Regions from separate parts of the Rattus norvegicus genome. Here regions 1 and 3 are each linked to region 2. Evidence: chromatin contacts called from public Hi-C data. All regions are on one chromosome and are shown on one strand. The core of a region is the stretch at or near the end of the contact, and the rest is flanking DNA. Distances in the headings are between cores, read along the strand shown. Region 1 overlaps Neb (nebulin). Region 2 holds the start of Arl5a (ADP-ribosylation factor like GTPase 5A). Region 3 overlaps Cacnb4 (calcium voltage-gated channel auxiliary subunit beta 4).

The links. Hi-C and Micro-C count contacts between places; a contact is called where the count stands out from the background.
Region 1: a Hi-C map of Schwann cells shows a contact between it and region 2, with 4 times the contacts expected there. The contact joins the enhancer-like site here to the promoter of Arl5a in region 2. A contact is called at or near these places in 2 of 12 Hi-C or Micro-C datasets (Schwann cells and hepatocytes) and 1 of 1 datasets of contacts at active chromatin or transcription factors (oligodendrocytes).
Region 3: a contact with region 2 is called in a Hi-C map of Schwann cells, with 4 times the contacts expected there. The contact joins the enhancer-like site here to the promoter of Arl5a in region 2. A contact is called at or near these places in 3 of 12 Hi-C or Micro-C datasets (Schwann cells, liver and mammary epithelial cells).

What each region holds. Positions count from the first base shown.
Region 1 is chr3:57,158,221-57,161,988 of GRCr8, reverse strand. Neb (nebulin) reads left to right here. Exons shown (of 165, transcript NM_001419519.1): 46 at 1,533-1,637; 47 at 2,502-2,609. Among named protein-coding and RNA genes, the nearest start is that of Neb, 61 kb to the left of the region's middle. Within about 2 kb of position 2,283, at least 3 of the 93 cell types and tissues checked have an H3K27ac peak or open chromatin away from gene starts, as enhancers often do. A contact at or near this core is called in Schwann cells, where this site is marked.
Region 2 is chr3:57,310,146-57,313,993 of GRCr8, reverse strand. Arl5a (ADP-ribosylation factor like GTPase 5A) reads left to right here and starts at 1,506. Exons shown (of 6, transcript NM_053979.2): 1 at 1,506-1,742. The coding sequence starts at 1,697.
Region 3 is chr3:57,486,362-57,490,305 of GRCr8, reverse strand. The region is part of intron 2 of Cacnb4 (calcium voltage-gated channel auxiliary subunit beta 4); the gene reads left to right. Among named protein-coding and RNA genes, the nearest start is that of Cacnb4, 90 kb to the left of the region's middle. Within about 2 kb of position 1,390, at least 6 of the 93 cell types and tissues checked have an H3K27ac peak or open chromatin away from gene starts, as enhancers often do. A contact at or near this core is called in Schwann cells, where this site is marked.

The DNA of each region.
Region 1 (3,768 bases), core at 1,034-3,533, 150 kb after region 2:
CTCAACAACTCTAGAAAATGACGGCTCTAATTGACCTGGACAGGCAGCCTGTGTGTCTCCCCTGGAGGCTGATTTGTACAGCTGACCCTGTCCTTTGAAAGGGACCTGCCCAAAAAGCAAAGCATGGATCTCAGCACCTCTTTTTATTATTTAGAACCTGAGCTGTCACAAAGATGCATTTACCTTTTAAAATATTAAGTGAGACATTTTCAGTCTGGTAGCACCCAGGAATCTAAAGCAGGAGGATCTGGAGACTGAAGCCGGCCTGAGCTACACAGCACAATCCTGTTTTCAAAGCCCAAAGAAACAAAAATTAGATTTTTTTCTTTTGTACTTCTGATATTCGTGGTGAAAATGTCAGAATGATGATATTAAGGTGAGGATTATAAAATAATGAATGCTGCTGTTGAGAGAACTTACTGATGATCAAGTTTTCCTGTTGCAGAGAAGAGGAAATGGAGCCCCAGGGCAGGCACAGTACCTCTACAGGATGCAGTGTATCAGTGCCTGGCCTGGCTAAGACAAGGACTTCTAATGACTAGCCAGTGCCTTTGCACTAGAGCTATACCACCCCTATAAACCATAAGCCATGTGTTTGTAGTGTGCTATAGTCAAATTAATGTGAATAACTTAGCCCTCTTTAAAGTCATCACGGACTCAGGTACTCAGTGGCCCTGTTCGGCTTGGGGCTACCATATTAGCTTATGCAAAACATTTTCATCATCACTGACAACTCTACTGGATAACACTAAGCTAAAACAAAGACCAGCCATGGACAACATTGCCAGAGCTGTGCCATTCACCTTACCTGTGAGGGAGTTTACAGTAATGTAAAGTTTTAATTGATATTTGTGAAAACAAAAAAAAATGGGGCTGTTCCTTATCCCTCTGAAATCTTTGTGTGTACAGACATACACACACGGGTTTCTGAACAGAGATGCCAATGTGGAATTTGAGGCTTGCAATGTTTTTTTAAAGGATAGTACCAGCAGGAGAGAGGGCTGTTTCAGAGGGAAAAAGTGAGCCGTAAGGCAGGTTCAACAGAGGCTTGGCCAATGCAGCTGACCAAGGGAATCCACCTGCTAAAAGCTGGTCCTTCCTAGACCAGAAACCTGAGTGATATATGTCCAGGCACTGTCCCTACAGTAGAAACAGACTGGACAATACCAGTGAATGTCTACCAATGGAGAATTTCTTAAATCAGTTGAATTAAACCTCTGCCGCTTCCTAGATAGAGTAAACTATTTTCAGAAGGTTCCAAGATACCTAGCCCATACTTTGAAGTAAAGAAAGAAAAGAGCAAGCTGCAGGGCATCGTGTGATATATGGCTTTGAAATAGGATGCTTAGGAATCTCTAGGAGGGAGATTTCACCTCTAGGCTTAAGACCCTTGGTCTTGCACCTACTCCACCATGTCGGCTTTTGCTTAGGAAGATACCCAAAATAGCGGTTCCTGTGCACACATGAGGATGTGTGTGCACAACGTGAGATCCTTTTGTGATTTTTAAACGCACTCTTGTGCCTTCCTCCAGCATCTCTATAAGCAAGCATGGGAAGCTGACAAGACGAAAATCCACATCATGCCCGATATCCCCGAGATCGTTTTGGCCAAAGCAAATGCGATCAACATGAGTGATGTAAGTATACTCCCCTCGTCTCCATCTTTCTGTTTAGCCTTGTTCCCACCAGTAATAGAACATTAACTCTGATTTATGAGAAGGAACATTTAAAAACTAATAGACCTTGGTCTTTTTAAAGACAAAGGAGCATCTCTCCCTCCCTAATCTTTACTCTGCTCAAATTTGGAGCAAGGCCGTCCGAGGAGGCTAGGATAGCAGTTACAGCTTTGGATTTCATTTTGTGAGGTGCCCCTTGAGCTAAGAGACCCACCAGAAAGAGAAAGGCCTGGGGCTCAGCTATGAAAACTGTCCTCAAAAGAGTTAAAACAATGGAAAGAAAAGGTTGATATTTTGAACAAACTGGGACAAGCCCTACACGAAGGAATGTGAAACCTCCGTTAGAAAATGCATTTGATATTTAACTTCATTTGCTTCTTGACCTAGCTCTGCATGTTTGGTGGGAATCCTCCAAGCTTGGCAGTTTCTTTCTTTTCATTGTTTGAATTCCACAGAGATTTGGAATTGATGACTGTGGAATTTGCACTACTAAGTAAAAGAAACAACGTAAAACTAAGACGCCCTTTTGGCATGTGATGACAACCCCTTTGTAGGCGTTCCTTTGTCTCTTATTTGATAAAAATAAACCAGTAAGAGCCTGCTGGACTTCCTCATAGAGACCAGTTCATTTCCTTTCTGTAGTGATATGTTAAAACACATTTGAGCTTAAGTAGTCACTTTGTCTTTTCTCCCCCAACAATGATGTTTCTTAGAACAATCAACCATTGAACCACCAAGATCATATCTGCCCGACAGTCTTGCTCTCAACAGTCAGCCTTCTAGAATAAAGCCATGTTTTCCCGCTGCCCCTTCTTCTCTTCACAGAAACTCTATAAACTTTCCCTGGAAGAATCTAGAAAGAAAGGCTATGACCTCAGAACAGATGCAATTCCTATCAAAGCTGCCAAGGCGTCGAGAGATATTGCAAGTGATGTAAGTGTGAAGGGCGGCCAGCAAGCAAGCAGAGCAGTGCACCCGCAGACACCAAGTGAATGGGATATAAGAGGAAACTGTGATCCAGTGCTGTAAACAGTAGATTCACTGGGCTCTGCAAATGCATCTTGACAGCGTTTGTGTGTCTCCACTGGCATTTCTGGAAAACACACAAACAAGACACAATGGCATGTTAATCATGGTAATACCCTCACAGGCCTCAGCTTCCCACCTCAGGAAGTCTAGATGAACTCTCTGCTCCTTGGCCCTGAATTCCCAGCAGGATACTTCACGGAGTGTGGTTAGGGTTTTGATCATTGGTGCTAATGATGGCTGCTCTTAAATAGTGGGAAATATCCCAGAGATTGATAAACATTGTGAACTAGGGCTCCACACACCCCGGGACAGCTAATGTATTGGGACAAGACTCATATGAAACTTGATCTGGGCCCCAGAAATCTGCTTTAGCTTTATAATGCACAGCCCTAATCTCCTTTCCCACCCTGTCCTGCACCCTCCCTTCCTGTAGAACTCTCCTAGTGCTGAGAGCTCCAAGTTTTCCTATAGCGCACTGGAGTCAGTTGTCTTTCCTGGCTCCTCCCCTGTAACCTTCACACTCAACCCCATGAAAAGAAGCAGACTAAGGGGATAGCTCACTATCTCCCATCTTTGGAAGCTGGGGGGAACAGCAACATTTCTCCTTAGTTTTATCAGTTTGGTAAGGGGAAAAAAATCCTCCAAGATACAAAAAGGTGCTCTAAATTTTGCTGTGTGCCCCACATAAGCTAATATTTCAGCAGCAAATGGCCGGCGGATTTATTTCCCTGGGCAGCAACTGGCTGCTTGTTTTTCCTCTCATTTGCTGTGATCTTCCTGTAAGAGGAGAGTGTGAGCGAAAATCACTGTAGTGCAGGATGATGTGCACCCCAGTCCTCATTCGCCCCAGGAGGTCACTCAGCATGTCATCTCATACAAAATGGGGTCTGTGATAAGGACTCTGCTTCCAGATTTCACAGGCAAACATCAAAAATGTGTTTCATCAACAGTGAAGCTGTATACAAGTGCCAATGAAGAACTGGCAGTAGAACATTGATACTAGAATGATATTTTTTTTTTAGGTAAGAAAAATTGTTCTTCACGCTATTCACATTTTCTTCAC
Region 2 (3,848 bases), core at 257-2,756:
TTAGAAAATAGTCTAAGAGACCATTTCCTTAATAGAGTCCTAGCCTCACAAGTAAACATGGGTCTGACATACATTAGTAAGTTGCCAAAGACATGTGGGGATTTGTAAAATGACTCAAGGATTGCTAAAATCTCTGCCTACACTGGATGACAATGGAAACACTAAAGAGCTCATGTAAGTTGGTTATGCAAACATTGATTTTCTAAGCAGCCTACAGGCTATTAAGTATATCCAGATATAATATAAATATATGCAGACTAGTCTAATGACTTTATTCTCCTTTATGTATGCCTCCTTTAAGACTGGCATTTGAACACAAGCTCCCAAAGAAGATGGAGAACTAACTCTCTTTCCTATACATTGAGATAAGACAGTACATGGTTAGGAGTCAGGTGGAGTACAGTGCTTCATTTCCCGTGGCTGTTGAAGATACCCGGAACAGCTCAAAGACCTTTCAGAAGTCTCCCGCATTTTTCCTTCCCTTTTACAAATTGAAGTTGAAGAGAATAGAAAGAAATGACGCTTTTTCTTTATTTTTGTGGAAGAAGTAGACAATCCCAGCTTCTCTTTTAGTCAAAACTATCACAGTTGTCATTTAACCTCAGGAATCAACACTATGCTTCTACATCAGGAATACTGAGACCTAGAGTCTAACCTACTCAGCTAAAGGGAACTAAAGTAAGCAAAAACAAAACACAGGCAAGAACTCTTCGGATCAAGGTCGCCAGCGATTACTAATAATTCCTGCACTGGGGAGGGGTTGGGGGGTGCAGGGCTGGACATTCACATACCCAGAGGCACAACTGTTCAAACTTTAGGCAAGAAGAATGATGACAGCATTTGACCATCTATTTAACAGGAAGGTGACTCCTGAATGAGAGAAAAAGGCATTTGGACCATACCATGAAGACCAGTGAGTTTCTTGTTTACAGTCTTTTTGGACTCAGCTCAGATAGCTTTTGTGAACACTTAAGATTTTTTAAATCGGGGGGAGATATTTAAGGAAAACTGTTCTGGCCAAGAGTGGCCTGAGAGAGTGGAGGGAGATTGGAGAGGGAAGAGCCTGAGAAGCAAAGACAGAGGTGTGGGAAAAACTGCAGCGACTTAAAAAAAAAAAAAAAAAGGCCAAGATTTCAGCTGCTGTCAGATAATAGACTTTAAAGAGACTTAATGCTTACCATCGTCCGGGCCCAAACCTGGGACTTTTAGAAGAAGGTATGGTTATATATTAGCATTGTGGCTCGAGGCTCAGAAACAACTTCAAACCCGGACAGCAGCACGCCTAGAGCGCCTCAGCCTTCGCTGGGTCTTCGGCGCTGCAGCGGCCTCCCGCCCCTCCGCCCCGCCTCCTGCCCCCTCGCCCCGCCCCCGATCCCTTCGCCCCGCCTCTGGCTCCTGCGCCTGCGCAATCCCCTAGCTCCGCCCTGCCCCTGCCCAAGCAGCCGCCAGAGAGGAACGGAGGACGGTGGCCCACGAGGCTCGAGCAGACAACGCGGCGGCGATGTCCGCGAGCCAGGCGAGCGCCGCGGCGGTAGCGGCGGGGCCTCGCGCGTGGCTAGGTGGCCTGGGCTGCGGCCTCCCCGCGGGTCCCTGGAAGCGGGCGCGCGGCCGGCGCGGGAGCAGAGGCGGAGGCCCCGGCGCGTCCTTCTGCCCCGCAGCCTGAGCCCGGGCGGCTGGAGGGCTCCGCTGCCCGAGGATGGGAATTCTCTTCACCCGGATCTGGAGACTGTTCAATCACCAGGGTGAGGCTGGGCCGGGCGAGGAGGTCCCGGCCCTTGTCGGGCGGAGGGGGTCGCCTTTGTCTCTCGGGAGCTGGGGAGAGCTTCCTCCCGCCATACACCCATTGCTCCGATTTGATCGCGAGCGCGAAAGGTGTCCTGCTCCACGCCGGGGGCCCAACGCGCGGCCTGGCCTGCCTCCATCCGCGTCGCCGGCCGGCAGTTGTGTTTGGGCCGCACTGACAACAGCTGGGGTTCTAGGGTGAAGACCGAGGGCCCTGGCCCTAGAGGCGCCACCGAGCCCACAGTTTGCAGAATGCGGAAAACTGGAACTAGTGCTGGACTCGTCTGGTTCGCTTCGGGAGGCTCTCTTGGGGGGAGGGGCGGGGAGACCCTCGCTGCGGAATAGTGGTGGGGTCTCTCCTTTGCGCCGTTTGTCTCTGTGGTAAAGGTCAAGCCTAAGGTCGTTTTCCTTCTTGGGTTATTAGAGGGTTTTTTTTGTTGTTGTTGTTGTTTTTTGGTTTTGGCCCTTGTTAAAATGTTTCGCTGAAAGCTTTTAAAAGCCTACCTCGGCTCTCTTTCGTTAGCATTAGGTAACTACCAGGTTACTCTTTAAGTTCGCCCAAAAGCAGACTTTGCCACGGCAGGCATAGGGGATTTATAAAAGAAATTACAGAATTGGGTGTGTGATACTGGAGAGAATATGGTTTTAACAGAACTACATAGTTACTAAAATGAAACGTCGTGCTTTTTTTTTTTTTTTAAGCTCTACTTGCGGTTCATTCCATCTGTCAACCACGTACTGTTTTTCTCTTCTATAAGCTGGTAGCATTGTTGCACCCCACTTTTTCCAGTTAAAACTTAATGAACGGTGGTGCCTACTGTTTAGACGGAGCTGTTTCCTGGTTTGCTCCTCCTCCGGGATAGAGCTGGCTTTATGGAATTACTTGTAATACCTAGTGGGTTATGCTTCTTTAATAATAATTTTTTTAAAAAAATTATACTTTAGATAACGGTACTAAATGAAGTGGAAGGCAATAAAGAGGATTATTTGCACTGTCTGGTCAGCAGAGTTCGAATGACGGGGTAGTGGTCTCCAGTGGCTTCATAATTCCGTGGGTCTACATACTCTTACCTAGCACAGGAGGAATTTGTGGGGATCTACAGTTTTTGAATATTAAAACTCTAGGTTTGAAGTACTAACGATTATATCGTTGTAGAACTGGTGATGTTTATGTGGGTAATAAGTATCTAGTTCTGTTCTATACAATCTGTGAATTTAGTGAAGCTAGTGTTTCAGTTCTGCTTTCCTTTAGAAAGACTTTGTGCTTTAAAGTGTCTCTGGTCCTGTCCTCACTTTCTTGTTTGACTTAATGGCAACTGTTGCTGTAACTTAAAAAGTGAATTAGAACTTTAAAAGAAACTCAGCTAATCGCAAGTGATAGCACGAATACATTGGTATCAGTACAGATCTTATACTCTGCATGTTGTAGTAGTGTTTGCCTGGACATTTACTCCTTGTTTAAAAATTAACAAGAGAATTAATAGAGTTCAGTTTCTAGAAAATTCCCAGTCAGTATAGTGAAACCGTGAAGAAACAGTTTGTTAAATGGTCTTTTCTCAGCACAGTAGCTTCATGGGATTCACTGTGGCAGACACTTGTTGGTATTTTTGGACCTGTGGAGAATGGGACACAGAAATTAGGCGTGTCTTCCATGCTTTGTTTTACAGAAGGTTCAGGACATGTTTCCGTACTCGTCACAGACGTGACGAAAGTGGCTTTGGATAATTGCAGAGTTTGATAGACTGATGAACGCAGAGACATAGCAGCTCTGTCTTCTCAAAAAGCAGCTGCTCAGTTAAAGCCGTGGTGGTGAGCTGCCTACCTAACCGAGGAAACCGGAGGTTATATTTAGGTGAAGCAGATTCTGCAGTGCTCCAACATTATTCTAGATATTGTCATTTATTGACACCGTTAAAAAAAATACTGAGGCTGGGGCTGGGGCTCAGTGGTTCCCACTTCACCACCCCTGTCCGAGAGAAAACAGGATGTGGTGGTGGAGGTCACCTGTGATCCTGTCACTAAGGATGCACATCCTTGGCTACATAGTAAAGTTAAGGATAACCTGA
Region 3 (3,944 bases), core at 141-2,640, 180 kb before region 2:
AGGTATCAAATGCAGAGACAGAAAGCAAAATGTCGATCTTTTTGTCTCGGGGAGGAGGGAATGCCAAGTTGGTGTGAGATGTGCACGGTTTCAGTTTGCAAGATGAGAAAATTTTGGAGACGGATAGCAATGAGAGTTGCACAAAAAAACGTGCATGTCCTTAATACCACCGAACTGCACATTTAAAAAAAAGCGCCAAAGTAGCAATATTTCTGGTGTGCGTGTACTCTTACCACAGTTAAAAACATGCTTTAAAAAGACATGTGTGGGGACTGGAGAGATGGCTGAATGGTTAAGAGCACTGCTGCTCTTTCAGAGGTCCCAGGCTCAACTCCCAGCACCCACATGGCAGCTCACAGCTGTAACTGCAGTTGCAGGGGATCAGGTATCCTAACACAGCCATACAGGCAGACAAAACAGTGCACATAAAACAAAAATAAAACATTATTTATAAAGGCATATAAAATGTAACCTGGGGGCTAGAGTTGGCAGGAGAAAGATGAGTGACGTCAGAAGTTCGGTCAGGGAACGTAGGTGATGTGACAGCCACAGAGTGTTTACAAACTCGTTCCTAACAGTGCTGCCAGGCAAGCACTTGTCAGGCTTGCTGTCCAGGTGACAGGATCAAGGAGGGTCACAGAATGGGTTTGGAAGGCTGGTTTAGTCAGTGAAGTATTTGCTACTAATTCATCAGGACCCGAGTTAGATCTTCAGACCCCCAGTGGAAAAGCCAGGTGTGGTAGCATGTCCCTGTAACCCCAGTGCAGGGAGGCAGAGGCAGTCAGGACCCTGAGGCTCCTTGGTCACCCAACCTAGTCTGACTGAAGAGCTCCAGGCTACATAAGAGACTCTGTCTCAAAACCAAGTTGGCTTGCTCCTGAGACACCACACCCAGACTGATCTCTGGTCTTCACACGCATGTTTTAGGGTTACAACAGTGGTCGGTCAGCAGTTGTCACACATGGAGGAAGTAGTTTAAAGCAGGGTGACAGGGCCCATGGACTGACTGTTGTGAATTGAAGAGAGCACGTCCTGTTCAACCAAGATCCCAGTGCCTTAGGCTACTGATAGGCCTGGGTAATAGTGAAAGTTGGGCGGTCCTCAGATCCCTGATGGTGTGCGGCCCGTGTCACGAGCACGCAAGACCGTAAGTCTCATGATGCATGTCTTCCGGGCTGTGTCAGTAGGGTAGGAATGAGTGCCGTTTCACTAAGTGCCATCACTGTTAACGTTTGTAATACAGTGAGGATGGGTGGAATAAATCCTGATGGAAGGCACTGTTCTGAGCTGTGTCCTCCCACAGCCTGTTCATGGTCATTACCTCTGTTTGCCACAGGGCAGAGCGGGCCAGGATGAGCACAGCAGAAACCCAGGGTGAAGTGACTGGTGCACTTGTACTGTTAATGAACTCCAACTTTCTGAAAGCTGTTTCTTTTCTGTTTCTCCCTGGCACTGTACTACGAGGGTAATTTAAACGGGAACCGCTAGATGTCACCACACAGTGTTTCTTAAATGTGGTGGAAGGCAAGGGATTGGGTAATTCTCCCTTTACCTTAAAGAGAATGGAGCAATGGCTCCATCATTTATGGCTTCCTGCTGGAAAGTGTCACCTTTAACCAACTACCACAGTGGCCTGTCTTCTCCCACCCCTTGCCTTAGCTGGCTGTTTGCTCTCTGGACCCCCACTCTGCTTGTGGGCTTTTATAACTCTACAGAAGGCAATGGGAACTGTCATTTTGTAGGTCAGCTTCCTCTAGCACCAACTACAGGAGCTACCGAAGGTAGGAGGGAAGAACAGGATTGACCTCAGGGGCTTGGGTGGGGTGGGGGGATGGGGTGAGGGAGGAGGGAAGGCCAGTGGGGGTAGGAAAGGGCAGCTTGCTTCCTATTTAAATGCACTTATGAATTGCACTAGTGATATGATTAGGCCCTTACTGCCAGCACTTGCAGGGATGCAGCAAATATACGCTCAGTTGATGCACAGGGACCTGGTAAATTGTGTGAGAAAGCAAGGAGCACCTGGGCAGGGAGGGGAGAGGCTGCGTGGTGAGGGTGATGGAGGGACATGTGTTGTTGGCTTTTTCAGAAGGAAAGAGAGGGTAGGAAAGCCTCATGGCACCCTCAGTAGAGGAAACTCACTAATTCAGGATAGTTGTCCAGTGTGCAGGGTCGGCTTCAAGTGTCCGTAGAGGAGATTCACAATGAGCAAAACAGTCAAGGAAGGCTCTCCTCTTCCCCAGCTCTGGGTGCGACTTTCTCTTCTGTGAACTTGTTACAGTGACAAATTACTTTTTTTTTTATCTCAGTGCACCTAAGGTAGACAGTGGAGAGAAGGGTCTTTGAAACAGTGATCTATAACACGGACAAAAGTAGGCAGGGAGGTGGGGGGACCACGGGAAAACCTTGGAGCATTCATGGGAACTCATCTGCTAGCTTTTGGACAGGAGGTCGAAGGATAAAGGGTGAACTGGGAGCTGATTCAAATACAGGGCTGGAAAGGCTGCGACAACAGCCACAGAGAGCTTTGCAAGAGTCTGGACAATCAAGAGAATGGTGCAGGGCGATCTAGAGGAGGAAGAGGCCAGACACAGACCAAATGCCATGCTCCCAAGGGACCTTGGAGAAATGATTTGCAACCAGCTAGGACGCATGCTTTGCCTCATTGACAGAAGGAATTTGGAAAAAAAAAACCCAATTTATTGTTTAATTATGTGTGTCTCTGCATGGGTCTGTGTACACGAGTGCACGTACACATGGAGGGCAGAAGAGGGCAGCAGATACCCTCTAAGCTGGAGTTACAGTGGCTGTTGGTCCCCAACAGATAGTGGGGACCAAACTTGGCTCCTCTGCACAAGTAGCAAGTGCTCTTAACTGCCAAGCCATGGATGGCTCTTGCTCCCACAAGGTTTTTCTTTTTTTAAATTGCGTGTTGTTTGTTTGTTTATTTATTTGACTTAGAGTGTGTATTGGGGTAGGGCACATGCATGCCGTAGCATGCATATGGAGGTCAGAGAGCAGCCTGCAGGTATCTCTTTTCTCCTTCCACCATGTTGGTCCTGCAGCAAGGGCCTTTACTCCCTGGGCCGTCTCAGTAGCCTGACAGAAGACGGAAAACAATGCAGACGAAGCGTTCCTTTTTGTCATTCATTCAAACAGAGACTTTGCATCAATCCACGAAATGCAAAGACTAGGCTGTCTCGAGCGGGAGGAACACTGCTAACATTAGTCCTAACCTCTCCTCCCCGGGAAGGGGAGGAATCGAAATTACTTCCGTCTGCGTCCCAGTCATCACCAACACCACACAGAAGGGAACCGGAACTTATCGCTCAGTACACTGAGACAGGAAGATGGCTGTGAGTTTGAAGCCAGCAGGAGTTTCAGGGTAGGCTGATCTACAGAGTGAGAGTGTGCATCTGTCTCTCACACCATAATGATAATCATATAAAAATAATAGCAACAATAATAAGGTCCTACTACACATTCGAGCCATGTATTATCTTATGGGATCCCATAAGCAGAGGACCCCAAAGACATGGGGTTTCCCCCACAGGAATCTCATACTGGGAGAAGGAAAGGGTGCCAGCCCAGAGTGGGGACTTGTCCCCTGGGAATAGATGTCACACAGCTCTAACAACTTTTCAGACCATCTCACAGGAGACTGAAGCCCAGACAATGATGAGCCGGCGTTTGGCAGGACCACACCTTAACCAGGACTGTTTGGATGTGCGTATCCATGGTCCCTGTTGAAACTTTGGTATCACTGAAGGCCTGAGGACAAAGATGGACTTGGGGAGTCCACTGGCTGGCTTTGTTCCTGTGTGTGTGATAGGTGGTGGGGAGATGAGCAGGCCAGGACCCGGCATCTAGAGGTTAACTTGGCCAAGGTGGTACTATTCTAGTAGGATATGTTGCATATTTGACCTCAGATTAATTCTTTAACTAAA